Linked DNA regions of Sus scrofa: region 2 is linked to region 1. The links are chromatin contacts, called in public HiChIP or PLAC-seq maps. All regions are on one chromosome and are shown on one strand. The core of a region is the stretch at or near the end of the contact, and the rest is flanking DNA. Distances in the headings are between cores, read along the strand shown. Region 1 holds the start of STARD3 (StAR related lipid transfer domain containing 3). Region 2 overlaps CDK12 (cyclin-dependent kinase 12).

What was found. HiChIP or PLAC-seq counts read pairs in DNA pulled down with a chosen protein or histone mark.
Region 2: a contact with region 1 is called in an H3K27ac HiChIP or PLAC-seq map of alveolar macrophages. The contact joins the enhancer-like site here to the promoter of STARD3 in region 1. A contact is called at or near these places in 1 of 47 Hi-C or Micro-C datasets (embryonic fibroblasts) and 1 of 2 datasets of contacts at active chromatin or transcription factors (alveolar macrophages).

What each region holds. Positions count from the first base shown.
Region 1 is chr12:22,677,904-22,684,798 of Sscrofa11.1, reverse strand. STARD3 (StAR related lipid transfer domain containing 3) reads left to right here and starts at 4,114. Exons shown (of 15, transcript NM_001143725.1): 1 at 4,114-4,163. It overlaps PPP1R1B (protein phosphatase 1 regulatory subunit 1B), which reads left to right. Exons shown (of 6, transcript XM_021067047.1): 5 at 1-76; 6 at 2,769-3,555. The coding sequence ends at 2,818.
Region 2 is chr12:22,769,159-22,776,053 of Sscrofa11.1, reverse strand. The region is part of intron 14 of CDK12 (cyclin-dependent kinase 12); the gene reads left to right. Among named protein-coding and RNA genes, the nearest start is that of MED1, 58 kb to the left of the region's middle. Within about 2 kb of position 3,288, at least 6 of the 83 cell types and tissues checked have an H3K27ac peak or open chromatin away from gene starts, as enhancers often do. A contact at or near this core is called in alveolar macrophages, where this site is marked.

The DNA of each region.
Region 1 (6,895 bases), core at 2,865-5,364:
GAAGAGGAGGATGACGAAGAAGAGGAGGAGGAGGAGGACAGCCAGGCTGAAGTGCTGAAGGGCAGCAGGGGGGCCGGTAAGCTGAATGGGTTGTAAAGCCTGGGTTCTACCACCACGGGTTAGATGGGGTCCTCCTTGAGTGTCCTGGGACATGGGACATCAGCCCCCCCCCCAGTTCAGAGTTTCTCACACATGTGAACTGTGGTCACACCACAAGCCCCCCCATCCTCTCACCCCACGGGATGCCTTGCTCTCAGCCTTAACCTGACACCTGGGCTATTTGCATTCCTTTTCTTTTTCTTTTCTTTTCTTTTTTTTTTTTTTTTGGCATTTTTAGGGCTGCACCTGCGGCATATGGAGGTTTCTAGGCTAGGAGACGAATCCGAGCTGTAGCCACAGGCCTATGCCACAGCCACACGCCACAGCCACAGCAACATGGGATCCTAGCCACATCTGCGACCCATGACGCAGCTTTTGGCAACACCAGATCCTTAACCCCTGAGCGAGGCCAAGGACCGAGCTCGCAGCCTCACGGAGACTAGTCGGGTTCGGAGCCCACTGAGCCACAGTGGGAACTCCAGGGCTGGTCCCATTTTTGACTCAGTCCTTCTCCCAATTATTTTCCCCTAATAATTCCTCTCTTCCTTAGAATGAAGGCAAGGCCACGTGAGGTTTGTGGCTAGACCCAAGAAAGGTCTTTCCATCTGTGGTGGTAGCAAGGAGCGAGGAGATAAGGGATAGAGGACTCGGAGTGTCCCGTGCCCCCGACACCTGCATTTCTGAACCTAGCATGTGGTCTCTGCGGAGAGGCTCAGGGCTGGTTGATAAGTCCTCTCCAGGAACCTGTGGCTCTTGCCTCCTTTTTATTTCCCAGGCTGGAGGTGAGAGGGTGCCCTCTAGTGTCTAGATGGAGAATTTAGGATTCAAGAACCAGCGCATCCTCTGGACCTCCAACCCCAGCTGCCCGCAAAAAGGGGCCAGGGAGGAGGAAGGAGCCTGAGACCTACGCAGGAGATAGAGATCCCAAGTCCAAAAATCTCCATGGGGGGGTCCCAGGGCCTAGAGAATTCCTAGGCAGAAGGATCTCAGCCCCTCCTATGGCTGTTTTTCTTCCCTGTCTGGCAGACATCTATCCCTCCCTGTGCACATTAAATGTTTGGGCCCCACTATTTATGGGGATGAAAAATAGCCAGGAGTTCCCATGGTGGCTCAGTGGTTAACAAACCCAACTAGGATCCATGAGGATGCAGGTTTGATCCTTGGCCTCACTCAGTGGGTTAAGGATCCGGTGTTGCTATGAGCTGCGGCGCAGGTAGGTGGCAGAGGTGGCTCAGATCTTTCCTTCTTGTGGCTGTGGTGTAGGCTGGCAGCTGTAGCTCCAATTTGACCCCTAGCCTGGGAATTTCCATATGCCTCGGATGCAGCCCTAAAGCCCTAAAAAAGAAAAGAAAAGAAAAGAAAAAGCCAATCCCTAATTGAAGGCCATCCATTGCACCCAAACAAAATGGAATGGGCCTCCTCTTTGCATTGGCAGTGGGTGCATCAGCCATGGGAGAAAAACTCCAGTTGGAAGAGTTGAGTCTCTCTCAGGACCCCCCACCCCCACCCCCACCCCAGAACAGCTGAAGAGGAGGTGAGAGGAGACTCTTCCCTCAGGAAAAACAGCAGGGCACTGGGTCAGATGACAAGACAACTGGAGTTCCTGCAGTGGCACAATGAGATCGGCAGCATCTCTGGAGCGCTGTCACGCAGGTTCCATCCCTGGCACAGTAGGTTAAGGATCCGGCATTGCCGCAGCTGTGGTGCAGGTCACAACTGCCTCCAGGATCTTATCCCTGGGCCCTGGTTCCCTGAGGTACTCCATATGCCCCAGGGCAGCCAAAAAAATGGAAAAAAAAAAAAAGATGACAAGACAACCAAGGAGCAATTATCAATTGCCACCACTCCTGGAGCATCTCCTGGGGGCCAGCACTGAGCTGCAGAGTATTAACTATTGTTTTATTTAAGGCAGTCTATGCAATTTCTTTCTTACCATCCCCTTCAGAGAGATAACAACAAACTTAACTAAGTCATACGGTTAGACATTGGAAGAGCAGTCTTAGGCCTGTGCTGTCTCCAGTATGCCATGATCACCCTCGGAAAGCATAACCTCAGCCAGCTGACTCAGCTGATGTTCCAGAACAGTCATATAGATACTCAGAGCCTGTATTTTTGTGTGTTTGTTTGCTTTTTTAGGGCCGCACCCGTGGCATATGGAATTTCCCGGGTTAGGGATCAAATCTGAGCTACAGTTGCCGTCCTATGCCACAGCCACAGCAACGTCAGGAATTTCCCGGGTTAGGGATCAAATCTGAGCTACAGTTGCCGTCCTACACCACAGCCACAGCAACGTCAGATCCGAGCCGTGTCTATGACCTACACCACAGCTCATGGCAACGCCAGATCCTTAATCCACCGAGCGAGGCCAGGGATCAAAGCCACATCCTCATGGATGCTAGTCAGATTTGTTTCCACGGCACCACAATGGAAACTCCCCAGAGCCTGTATTTTTATCCCTTTTCCCCATCCCCAGCTGGACAAAAGACAACTTGTGGCCAAGGTCTGGAGGGTCCCTGGGAGCGCCCACCCCCTCTGGATGAGCCCCAGAGAGTTGGAAGCTCTGAGAACCAAGTGGAAGACCCCGCATTAAGTGGTGAGGCTTGGGGAGGGTTGGTGTTGTGATCTTGGTAGGCGTGGCCAAGCCCTAAGTTCCTTTGCTTGCCTTGCAGAGCCAGGGGAAGAGCCACAGCGCCCTGCCCACCCTGAGCCTGGCACATAGGTACCAAGCCCTGCATCTCCCAGATGGAAGTGGAGAGGGCATTGCTGTTCCTCAGAAACCCACCCCATCCCTACCCTATTTTGTACCTTTCTCAATTGCTAGGGCTGCGGCTTCTAGAAGACTAAGGCTGGTCTGTGTTTGCTTATCTGCCCACCTTTGGCTGATGCTCAGAGTCCCTGGGCACTTGCTGCCTGATGCCTACCCCTGCCAGTCATTCCCCCATTCACTGGGTGGGAGCTGGGGTGTGAGAGTCTGCATTGGAAAACTCAGTAAATGGGGGACAAAGGTTCATCCTTCACAATTCTACTCCCCAGACCCTCTCCCCTGGGCATAGGAAACCCACAGGGCAGGACCCTAAGATCTGGGGAAAGAGGGTACTGAGAACTTGTAAGTGCCCACAGATCCTTCTCCATCCCCTGGGAATTCCTTCTCACTGGCGTCTACCAGGGCCCAGGATTCAGGCATCCTTTCCACAGCCTCCACATTTTGGAAATCTTCCCCTTATCACCTGCTCCCCAGCCTGGGTGCCTGGAAGATGGACTGGCAGAGGCTGCTTTGTTGCCTTTTGTTTGTGCTTTGATGCCAGGAATGCCGCCTAGTGTAAGTCCTTGGGAGGAGGGGCAAACAGTGGGGGATCTAGGCTCTCCTTGTCCTCCAGCTGCTCTGTCCTCTTCCCTTCTTCCCTGACTCCAGGCCTGAACCGCTCCCCTGCTGTAATAAATCTTTGTAAATACCTGTGCTGAGACTTCTCTTTCAGGGAAAAGGAGAGGGAGGAGGAGGTTCACTATGTGGTAGTCATCCAAGGGTCAGGTCCTTGACCGTAATGTCCAGTCCTCTAGTTTGCAGCCTTGACTGCAGCCAAGTTCCAAGCCCTCTTAGGAAGGACCACAGACATTCTAGATCCTGCTAGGGAGGTGGAAAGAGGTGGGGCGGGGGCGGGGGCGGGGTGGAGAGAAGAGGGGTGCTTCAAGAGTAACTGGATTCCTCGTCCTCCAGGCCCGCAGGCCTCCCCTCAGGAAGCTCCCCTTTTTTCTCCAGAGTGCTAGGCCTCTGTGGCCCAATAAGCACGAAACCCCTGGGCTTCTAATTCCTCTTTTCAAGCCTAACTTTAGCAGCAGCCCCCATTTCCCGCCCTTGTGGGCGGGGCCTGAGGGCTTGGGGGCGGGGTTGGGAGAGGGGGCGGTGCCTCGGGCCTAGTACCTCCCGGTTCGCTCCCGGGGGCGGACTCAGTGGCGGAAGTGGCGCCGAGAGGAGATCCCCTTCCGCTCGGAGGCGCCGCCGAAGCTTCGGAGCCAGATTGCGGCTGGGGCTGGGAAGAGCCGGAGCCGTGGCTGACATGGTGCAGGTGGGTCCGCGAGAGGTCACTGGGACCGGGTGGTGGTACGAGGGCTACGTCTCGCCGATGGATCCTGGCTCCCTAGCCGGTGTCCGTTCGTGGTTCGGTCCGACCCTTCCCACACCCTCCGCGCTCCAGGTTCCGCCCCCTTCCTATGCTCGGCCTCGCTCCACTCAGCGCGGGGTTGGAGGGTCGTCTGCGTTGACCCTCTACGGCCCCGCCTACTCGAGAGAGCCTTGGAAAGGCGTCCCGGATCGCCCTCCAAAGCCTCTCACGTTGCTGTGAGGGAAGAAGCAAGGGGAAGGTATCAGGGTATTAAAGGTCAGGATCTGGGGAGGGGTCAGGATCTGAGAATGAGGAGGAAAATATTTCCAAGTTCCTGGAGGTCAATGTCTCACCGTCATCCGGTCTCCCTCAACTTCCTTTGGAAACGACAGTGAATGACTTCCCAGTTGACATTATAAGGGCCCTTTAACGTATCTTTCTTGAGTTCTTAGAGGAGCATAACACCAGTGACATAAATTCTCAATTGCAGTAGTGAACACGTACCCATCACCCTCTTTTTTGGCTTCCACCGCGTCGGCATCCCCTTATTTTCCTCCTGCTCTTCTGACTGTAGAAGCACGGTTTCACATTCATCTCTCTTGCTCAGCCAGCCTCTTAACTCTGGATCTGGATGGTCTCATCCACTCTCATGGTTTCAGCTTTACACCACCTACATACCCCAGTCGTGTCCAGATCTACCTTTTCACCGAAGCCTCTCCCTGGAGCCTCAGTTGGCCTTAGGCTACTAGTTGGACAGCTCCACTTCAGCTGGAATTCACTCTGTCTAAACTTGAACTGCTCTTTTCCCCTGCAGATTCCTTCTTTCTCTGCCACCCCATCTCAGCCAGAAACCTAATAATTATCATATATTTCTCCCTCAACTCCCATATCTAAGAGGTGACTTAGTCCAGCTGACTTCCTGAACATGCTTCACATCTAGTCCTGTGCCTCCCTCTCTTCTGTGACCACTCTCGTTGATGTGTTTCTCACCAGGATGACCACAGTGGCTTTCCAGCAACTTCCAGTCATGGCTGCCTGCAGCTCAGTCTCCAAACTGCAATTCTTCTCATCCTTGAAAAACACAATTCATAGTATCACTTCCTTGTCGAAAACCCTTGGATGCTTTCCCATTGCCTATGGGAAAGGCTGCATCTTTAGCACAATTTACAGAGCTCTCTCTGATCTGACGCCTTCCCCGCCAGTCTTCCTGTGTGTATCCTAAGGTCCGACAGGGCACTGCAGGACATGCTTACCCACACCTTGCTGCTTTGTGTCTCTGTGCCTTTGCACGCACCAGCCCCGCTGCCTGGAGAGCCCCTTCTCCTCTTATTGGCTGGGCTGCCTTCTGCTTGTCCTGGAGTGCTCTGCTCAGGCAGCATCACCTTTGGATCACCTTCTGCCCAGCCCACCGCTCAAGGCGCAATATTGCCCCCTCTGAGTCCCTGCAGTGCCCTGTCCATGGTAGCACGATGATTGAGAATCAGATTTCCTGGTTTGTTTTTTTTTTTTTTGTCTTTTTGTCTTTTTGCCATTTCTTGGGCTGCTCCCACGGCATATGGAGGTTCCCAGGCTAGGGGTCCAATCGGAGCTGTAGCTGCCGGCCTACGCCAGAGCCACAGCAATGAGGGATCCGAGCCGCGTCTGCAACCTACACCACAGCTCATGGCAACACCAGATCGTTAACCCACTGAGCAAGGGCAGGGACCGAACCCGAAACCTCATGGTTCCTAGTCGGATTCGTTAACCACTGCGCCACGACAGGAACTCCAGATTTCCTGGGTTTTGACTCTGTTTTGTGACCCCGATGAAGTCCCTGCCTCGGTTTCCTCATTTGTCAAATGGAGATAGTAATGTGCCACCTGATAGAGTGATTGTGAGGATCAAATGAAATAATGTATGTTTAGGACTTAAAACAGGGAGCATGTGACGGTTCAATAAATAAGTGTTAGCTCTTACTGTTTACATGAGGATAATACAGAACCCTGGTTCTGACTTTTAATTTTACAAACTGCTTCAGGACAGTTGATGTGGCTTACTTCTCATTCTGTCCCAGAGCCCCAAAGCCTGACTCTTTGTCAGTAAATAAAATGCTGGGGTGGGAGGTTCCCGCTGTGGCACAGTGGGTTCATGATCTGCCTTGTCTCTGTGGAGGTACCAGTTTGATCCCCAGCCAGCACAGTGAGATCAGGATCCAGCATTACTGCAGCTATGGTGTAGGTCATAGCTGCAGCTTGGATTTGATCCCTGGTCGGGGCACTTCCATATTGCAGTGGGTGTGGCTGAAAAAGGAAACAAAACAAAACAAAAACGCTGGGGTGAGGGTGTTGGGGGCAAGATCTGGATTTTGAATCCAAAAGAGTAAAAGAGGAGTTCCCATTGTGGCTTAGTGCTAACGAACCCAACTAGTATCCGTGAGGATCCGAATTCGATCCCTGGCCTTGCTCAGTGAGTTAAAGGCTCCGGTGTTGCAGACATGGCTCGGATCTGGCATTGCTGTGGCCGTGGCGTAAGCTCCTATTGGACCCCTAGCCTGGGATCTTCATATGCTGTGGGTGTGGCCCTAAAAACACACACGCGCGCACCCCCCCAAAGTAAAAGACCAGGCCAGATGTTTAGTCTGCTCCTGAAATGAATCTGGAAATAGACGTTACATGGCAAGCGTTAAGTCTAGGGATGTGTACATGGAGCTCTGGGGA
Region 2 (6,895 bases), core at 2,039-4,538, 92 kb before region 1:
CCTGCACAGACTTAGACCTTTGTGAAATGTAGGTTAGCTCCCTTTTACAAAGAGAAGATAGATACGCTTCAGCATTTTGGAGAATAGTTTTGAACTCAAAGTTTCATGTTTCAATGCCAAGTTCTTATATTAAAAAATAAACACTACTTTTAAGAGAGAGGTGCATTAATAAAACAGAAAACAAAACTTTAAAGAAATGAAAGAAGAACCCCTCTTCTGGTACTTACATGAAGATTATTTTCCCCTGTTATAAAAATAGGCAGATATCTGGTGTGTGTATTTCTTTATTCTCTGGGTTTTGGTCTGGCCTTGCCCTCAGGGCCAAACATTGATTAAAAAGAGAACCTTCTAGCCATTTTGGCATTGATGGCTTTTTATACCAGTGTGTCCAATTAGATTTGCTAGGCTCACTGACATGCTGTTGGTAAATTGCATTAAAGTTCATCTGAACCTTTTGTCTGTTGACTGTCTTAGTCCTCAGACATGGGCCTTTGTATTTTAGAATATTTGATTTGAGGCATTGGGCCCCACTCTCCCATTTTTGATTAAAGAACTCAAGCCTGGGATACTTTCGAAAGTATCTAGTGAAAAAAAAATTGGTTTCCCATCAAATATGAATAAAATTATATATTTTAATTGTATTTTGGTTATCAGCAGTCATCAATAATGTTTTTTCCTCCCCACTGCATATTTTTAATTATGCCAAATATTCTAAATAATATACTTAAGTCTCCTTTCCCCATCCCTACTACTGGGGAAAAGGGTGAATGTGTGTGTGTGTGTGTTTATGTGTGATCCCATCCCATCCCCCACCCCCATTTTGGGAGTCTAAAAAGAAAAAAAAAAAGTTGGTGATTTTGACCATTTCTAAAAGCAGAGGGACAGAAACTCAAATATCCTGGAATCTGTGTGGAGGAAGAAAGGTATTTGTTAATTTTTCAGCTGTGTTACCCGTAAATGTGATGAAAGTAAAAGTTTGGCAGAATTTCTACTGGACAGCTAGGAAATTACAAACCCAACTATATTCAAAAGTGGTTATGGTTTTGGTTTGGTTTGTTTTAATTAAATACATTATTTTGATCAGATGAGGAATCTGATTCTGTTCATGAATGAGAGGCAAAAACGCTTTGACCATTATCATTTTTGTGGTTTTGAAAACCACTTTGCTTGACACAGTTTCCTTAGGTTTTTCTTCAACTATCGATAGAAATAGGGACTTGAAAACTGTATCAGATTTATACATTTAAAAGCAGGGCAGTTAGCACAAATTTGTAAGTAGGACTTCTGTTAGTTTATGCTATAGACATCACCCAACCGCTTTGTGTGTGTGTGTGTGTGTGTGTGTGTGTGTGTGTTTAATATGCATATATAGTTACAGTACTAAAATGGTTACCAGCAGGTTTTGAGAGAGAATGCTGCATCAGAAAAGTGTCAGTTGCCACCTCATTCTCCCTGATTTAGGTTCCTGACACTGTATTCCTTTCTCTCTCGTTTTTGCTCCCCATCAGGTTTTACCTTGTCTATGTACAGATATTTTGTAATATATTAAATTTTTTCTTTCAGTTTATAAAAATGGAAAGTGGAGATTGGAAAATTAAATATTTCCTGTTACTATACCACTCTTGCTCCATTGCATTTACTTCTTAATCTGTACCCTTTGAACAGATCTAATTACGTATGAAGGGCATTTTTCCTCCACTTTATCTTAGGGGTTCTTTGTCTTAGAATCTCTATAGACTCATAAACTACCAAAAACAAAAGTTTTCAGGGTTTGAAGAGGTGCTTCAAAACCCTAGACTAAGAATTAGATAATAAAGAGTTGGGGGAAGCCATGTGATTTTTTAAAGTAGAAAGCAGCTGCACAAAAGTAATGATGGTGTCAGGCCATCAAAAGAGTTGAGCTTCATGTACCCTGACTCCTCCTGAAAGGAGAGGTAAGTGGGTTTGAGCTCAACTGTCGTCAAGAGAAGTTGGTAAGAGGCTGGTTAGAATAAAAGCTAGTCCCTTAAATCAGAAACCCTCACCCCTACACCACTTCCTGTTGCCATGAGTAGGGTCAGCATGGGCTCGGCTTAGTCTTCCTAGCTCTGTTGGTATTTTTCTTGTCTCCACGTGAGGAGAAAATGTCCCTTCTCTTTCATGGTTTAAGAAAATGAGGACTAAACGTTCCCTTGTAGTATGTGCTGCAATCCTGCTAGATATGACATAAGTAGGTAGAGAACAGGAAAAATGCATCTGGAGACAAAGGAAGAAGGGAAGTAGGTACCAGGAAGTTGTGAGCAGGGTAAACAATCATACAAGGGGTACACCAGAACAAGGAAGCTAGGAAGAAATCCAGTCAAAACCTGGTGGTGATGAGGGTTGCCAGCTTGATTTTGAATCCCCACAGTTTTAAGTATGATTGCCTGTGGGCTATCATGTCTTTATCCAGAAGGAGAATGGAGAGCTCCTGTGTTTCTGGAGTCCTGTGTTTCTGGTTAGCCTCCAGAGAAAGGAAAATGTTTTCCAGTCTTTATATATTCATGACTAGGAGTGTGAACTTCAACCTTCTAGAGAATATTGTTTTCCACTTCATAGCAATGTGTGTCTTCAATTCTGGGCCTGAAAACTGAAGACCTAACCTAATCTGGACTTTTTTCTCTATCACACTCAAGGTTGTTTTACCGTTCAGTACCTAAATTTCTTTTCCCAGACAGGCATTCTTAACTGTATGGTAAAGTCAAAGCCTCAAGAAAGTTAACAGTTAATGTTCTTTGTGCTGAACTGGGATTTCGTTGTTACTGAAGGTTACCCCATAGCTTGGCTTTTTTTTTTTTTTAGGTATTGAGTGACTTTGTTCACAACTTAGTCATCCTGAAGGGCTAGTGGAATGGAAGTGGAAGTGGGGAGTTCCTCAAGTGAGTAAATATTCAGACATTCCAAGGGAGAAGTGGAATTGCTAAATCTTCATTGTCCTAAGAGGCAGGGTGAGCGCTCCTGGACGCTTTGGTTAATTTTACTGTCCAGGTGTGGCATCTCTCATTTATAGGAACACTTTCAGTATTCCCATAGCCGTAGGAGTATTCTCAAGTGAGAGTTTACTCCAAGCCAGGATTGAGAGGCTTTGGGGGAAATATGAAGAAATTAATGGTGGTACTCTTATCACTCCTCACCATGTGCAGCTATCTCTCCATCTCCTGTCCATCTACTTCATTTCCTATTTCTCTCTCTCCTCCCCACTCACTACTCGCATGCTTTAGTCGAGCCAGGGAGGTTGATTGCTTAACCCTGAAGGGTATTTAGAGTTTTGCTGCTTCATAGTTTTGAAGGGTGGTGAGAAGAAATTCAGGAGACAAATGTCTATTCCAGTTCCTCAATTTATGGGATGAGAACTGAAAGAGAAAGCAAAATCACTTTCTTATTGCTAACTGCTAAGGAAAGGAGCTTTTAATTCATGTTGCATGAAGTCTAAGAGATTTACTGGTCTAGGAAAGTCTCAACTTTCACTTCATCCTCTTCCCTCATATCCTGACACTTGATTTTGCTGCTGTCATTTCTAAGCTCAGTTGCAGATAGTGTCTATGGGAAGTAAAGCTTGGTGAGAAGAGGGCCCTCCTGTCCATGAGAAAGCAGATGAGGGCTGCTTTGATGCCCTGGTGATTAATCACAAGGTTGCCCAAATACTTGACCACTGGATTGTTCTCATATCTCTGTCTCAAGAATGAATTAATAGTTCAAGGCTGAGAGAGGCTGATATACAGTTAGTTCTTAATACTCTCTAGGTGGGTAATTGTTAGCAAAGTTTTCTCAATACCCAGTCCTCAGCCACATTGTGCTTCTCTGGAATGAGAGGGTATAAGCCATGAAGTTAATTCATTTAGACATAGGTTCCCTAGAACCTGGAAATAGCTGGATGTTTTGGATGTTTTGCTCTGGCAGGATTGTAGCCTGAAGATAATGTTGGTAGTTCTAAAGGAATAAAAGACATTTTACCCAAGCCAAAACATCTCTGAGGAAGGCAGCACAGAGAGACTTTAAAAAGGCTACAATATAGCAGTCAGAGCTAAGCCAAGAGCAGAGCTTGAGTTTTGAGAATGTCTTGTCTTTGTTTAAGGATCCTATCTGAGGGGTTGTCTCAAGGAGAGCATCCTTCCCCCTCCTGTGTTTCACGAGGGACACCCTTGGTAAGGATCAGCTTATAGACAGATAACCTCCCCACCGAGGCTAATACAATTTTTCATGCTTCTAACCCTGGAGAAAAGAAGGTGCTTTAGAGACCTAGAGAGCCTGATCCCTTTTAGAAATTCGGTAACTTCTAAGTTCCCAAAAGTTCTCATATAACATGAAGCAATATGAGAAGGAAATGTAAAGAAGGGGGAACTGGAGAAGTCTTAGTGGGACTGCAGAAAGAGGCAGTGTATGATTGCTTATAAAGAAGAGAGAGGGATGTAAGGGTGGAAGGAAAAATTAATGGAGTAGTGAAGGGGGATAAATGCCTTAAAGTTTCACAATTCATTTCAAGGAGACCCCATTAAAGAGCAAACTGTCCCCTTGATTAATGTTAGTGATAGGGTTACCTTTATAGTTGGGGCATGCTATGAAGACAGTTATATTAGGCAAATAATTTATACAAGAACATTTTGCTTAGCATTGCTCTCTACATGGTTCAAGAGTATTTCAGGAATAAGGCAGGAATGATAGAGCATCGAGCATCAATGATTGAGCATCAAGCTAAAAAATTGTTTTTTGAGTTTTAAAACTCTTCTGCAAGTGGTTTTACATGTTTTAGGAAACCAATATTCCTCTCCCCTTCACTTTAGATCTAAGTGAGGGTGACTCACAGAAGAGCAAACAAACCAGAACGTGTGAATCAGAGTCACAGAGTGTTAGAGCTTACAAAAGGACACTAGTTGGTCTAGTTCGGTGCTGTCATTAGCCGGTGAAAAAAACAGACCCAGAGGGGTTGAGAACGTGTTGGGAGGAAGAAGGGAAAGAATGAGAAACTAACATTGTCTGGAACCTACTATGTGTCAGGTACCACAGTACCTTTGCTTTTGTTACCTTGATTATTTAACACCTTGAGGCTAAGGAATGGAAAGAATACAAGGCAAATCCTTGTCCTGAGCAATATGTAGGAGATAAAAGAGGGTAGCAGATCATTTTTTCCTGTCTAATCACACAGGACTAAACTAGAGGAAATTTGAGAGTGAGGTTAATCTAAGGTGCTTGCTAAAAAGTGAGGGAGACTCATGAATAAGTTTTCTATTCTGAGGGACCTTCCAAAAATGTGATGGTCAGAGATAGGCTAGAGGCAAGTCTGGTGGAAAACAAGATTACTGTTGCCTCTGGGATTGACTTGCATGCTAGAAAGTCAGATCATGACCTAAGAATATAGGATTAATTTTAGAAATGGGGAACAACGAAATGAGGCTTCTCATCCTGAGGTGTCTACAATGAAACTAGTGTTTATATACTGTGCATTGAGGTGATAAAAAATTTTGATGACTGTGCCTTTTTTTTTTTTTTATGTTTTTGTTTTGTAACACGTTTCGAAGTCTTGAAACAACTTGTGATTTTGGAAGGGGTAAGAGTGCCAAGTTCAATGTTGATAAGGACCGGTGGCAGCCTGAAAATTGACATTGGGAGTAAGATTGTATTTCTTGTCGATGTTTGATATGATATCTCAAGAGTTAATACCATGAGGGCTGCTTCCATGAGGAGCCAGTAATACTAGCTCTATCATCCCCTGAGTACAGGGCAACTTCTGGGCACGATTATGGGAGGGTCCCATCTTTAGGAAGATTCTGGGTCTAGTGAGAGACAAGTCTTATACCTGGGGGGAAGTGGGGATTTGATATTTATAAGTCATATTCATGCAGGTTACAAAATAAAGTCGTAACATAGTTCAGAGGGAGCCAAAGCAAAGAAATAATCAGAAAAACTGGTGTTAACCAGAAAAGGTTCTCTGAAGGTGATGAAGACAGAAGACATGGAACAGAAGAAAGGAAAGTGATCACGGGCAGAAAAACTTAGGATTTATGTGTGTTTTGTGCAGAGGGCCATGAATGGAGTAGTCCGGGTAGTGGGGGAAAGGAATATTAGGAAATGAGGTTGGAGAGCAATCTCGTTGGCCTGAATGAGGAATTTGAATTTGATTTGTTGAGCGATGACAGAGCAGAGCATGAGATGAATATGACGTTGACTTTTGCAGCTCTACTAGGTCATGGAAGCAGGAAAGCTTGCTGGGATGTTATTGTTTTTGTCCAGATGTGAGGCCCTGAGGGGAGGACAAGGGGGTTGAGAAGAAAGGAAGTGGGTCAGTAACATTAGCAAAGCTTGATGATAGTTTGGATGTGAGGGGAGGAATAAAAGACAGACTGAAGATGATAACCCCAGGACATATTTATGCTGTTGATGGTGATAAGGACTTGGGAAAAGGTAATTGCTTTGTTTCTAAGAAAGTATTTATTAACCAATAGATGGGCTGTCTATGTTCAGTATTGCCGACACTAGGAGGGGACATGGCCCCTGGAAAACAGTTGAATGCGGGCTATGTGCCCAGATGATCACCTGCACTCTGCCTTTTTCAGCTTGGAGAACCAGGTGAAAGAGTGTTTATTTCTGGGGTGTACCTGCAGGCTTCAAGAATGTTATCCTACTGGTACTGGGAGAGAAAATACAGTTTTATTTTTTGGGTGGTTTTTTTTTTTTTTTTTTTTTTTTTTTTTTTTTTTTTTGCCACTTTCTTCCCCTTTAATGCTTTGAAAATGGGATGTGACTAGCCTGTGGCAGCATGTGCCTGTGGATATACAATTCTCTGGCTTGATTCTTGGAAGGCCTTTTCCTGTCCCTCCCTAGGGGTCATTTGTATCTCTGGTTCCTGCTCCCAGAGCCATAAAGTGGGAGCCCCCATTTA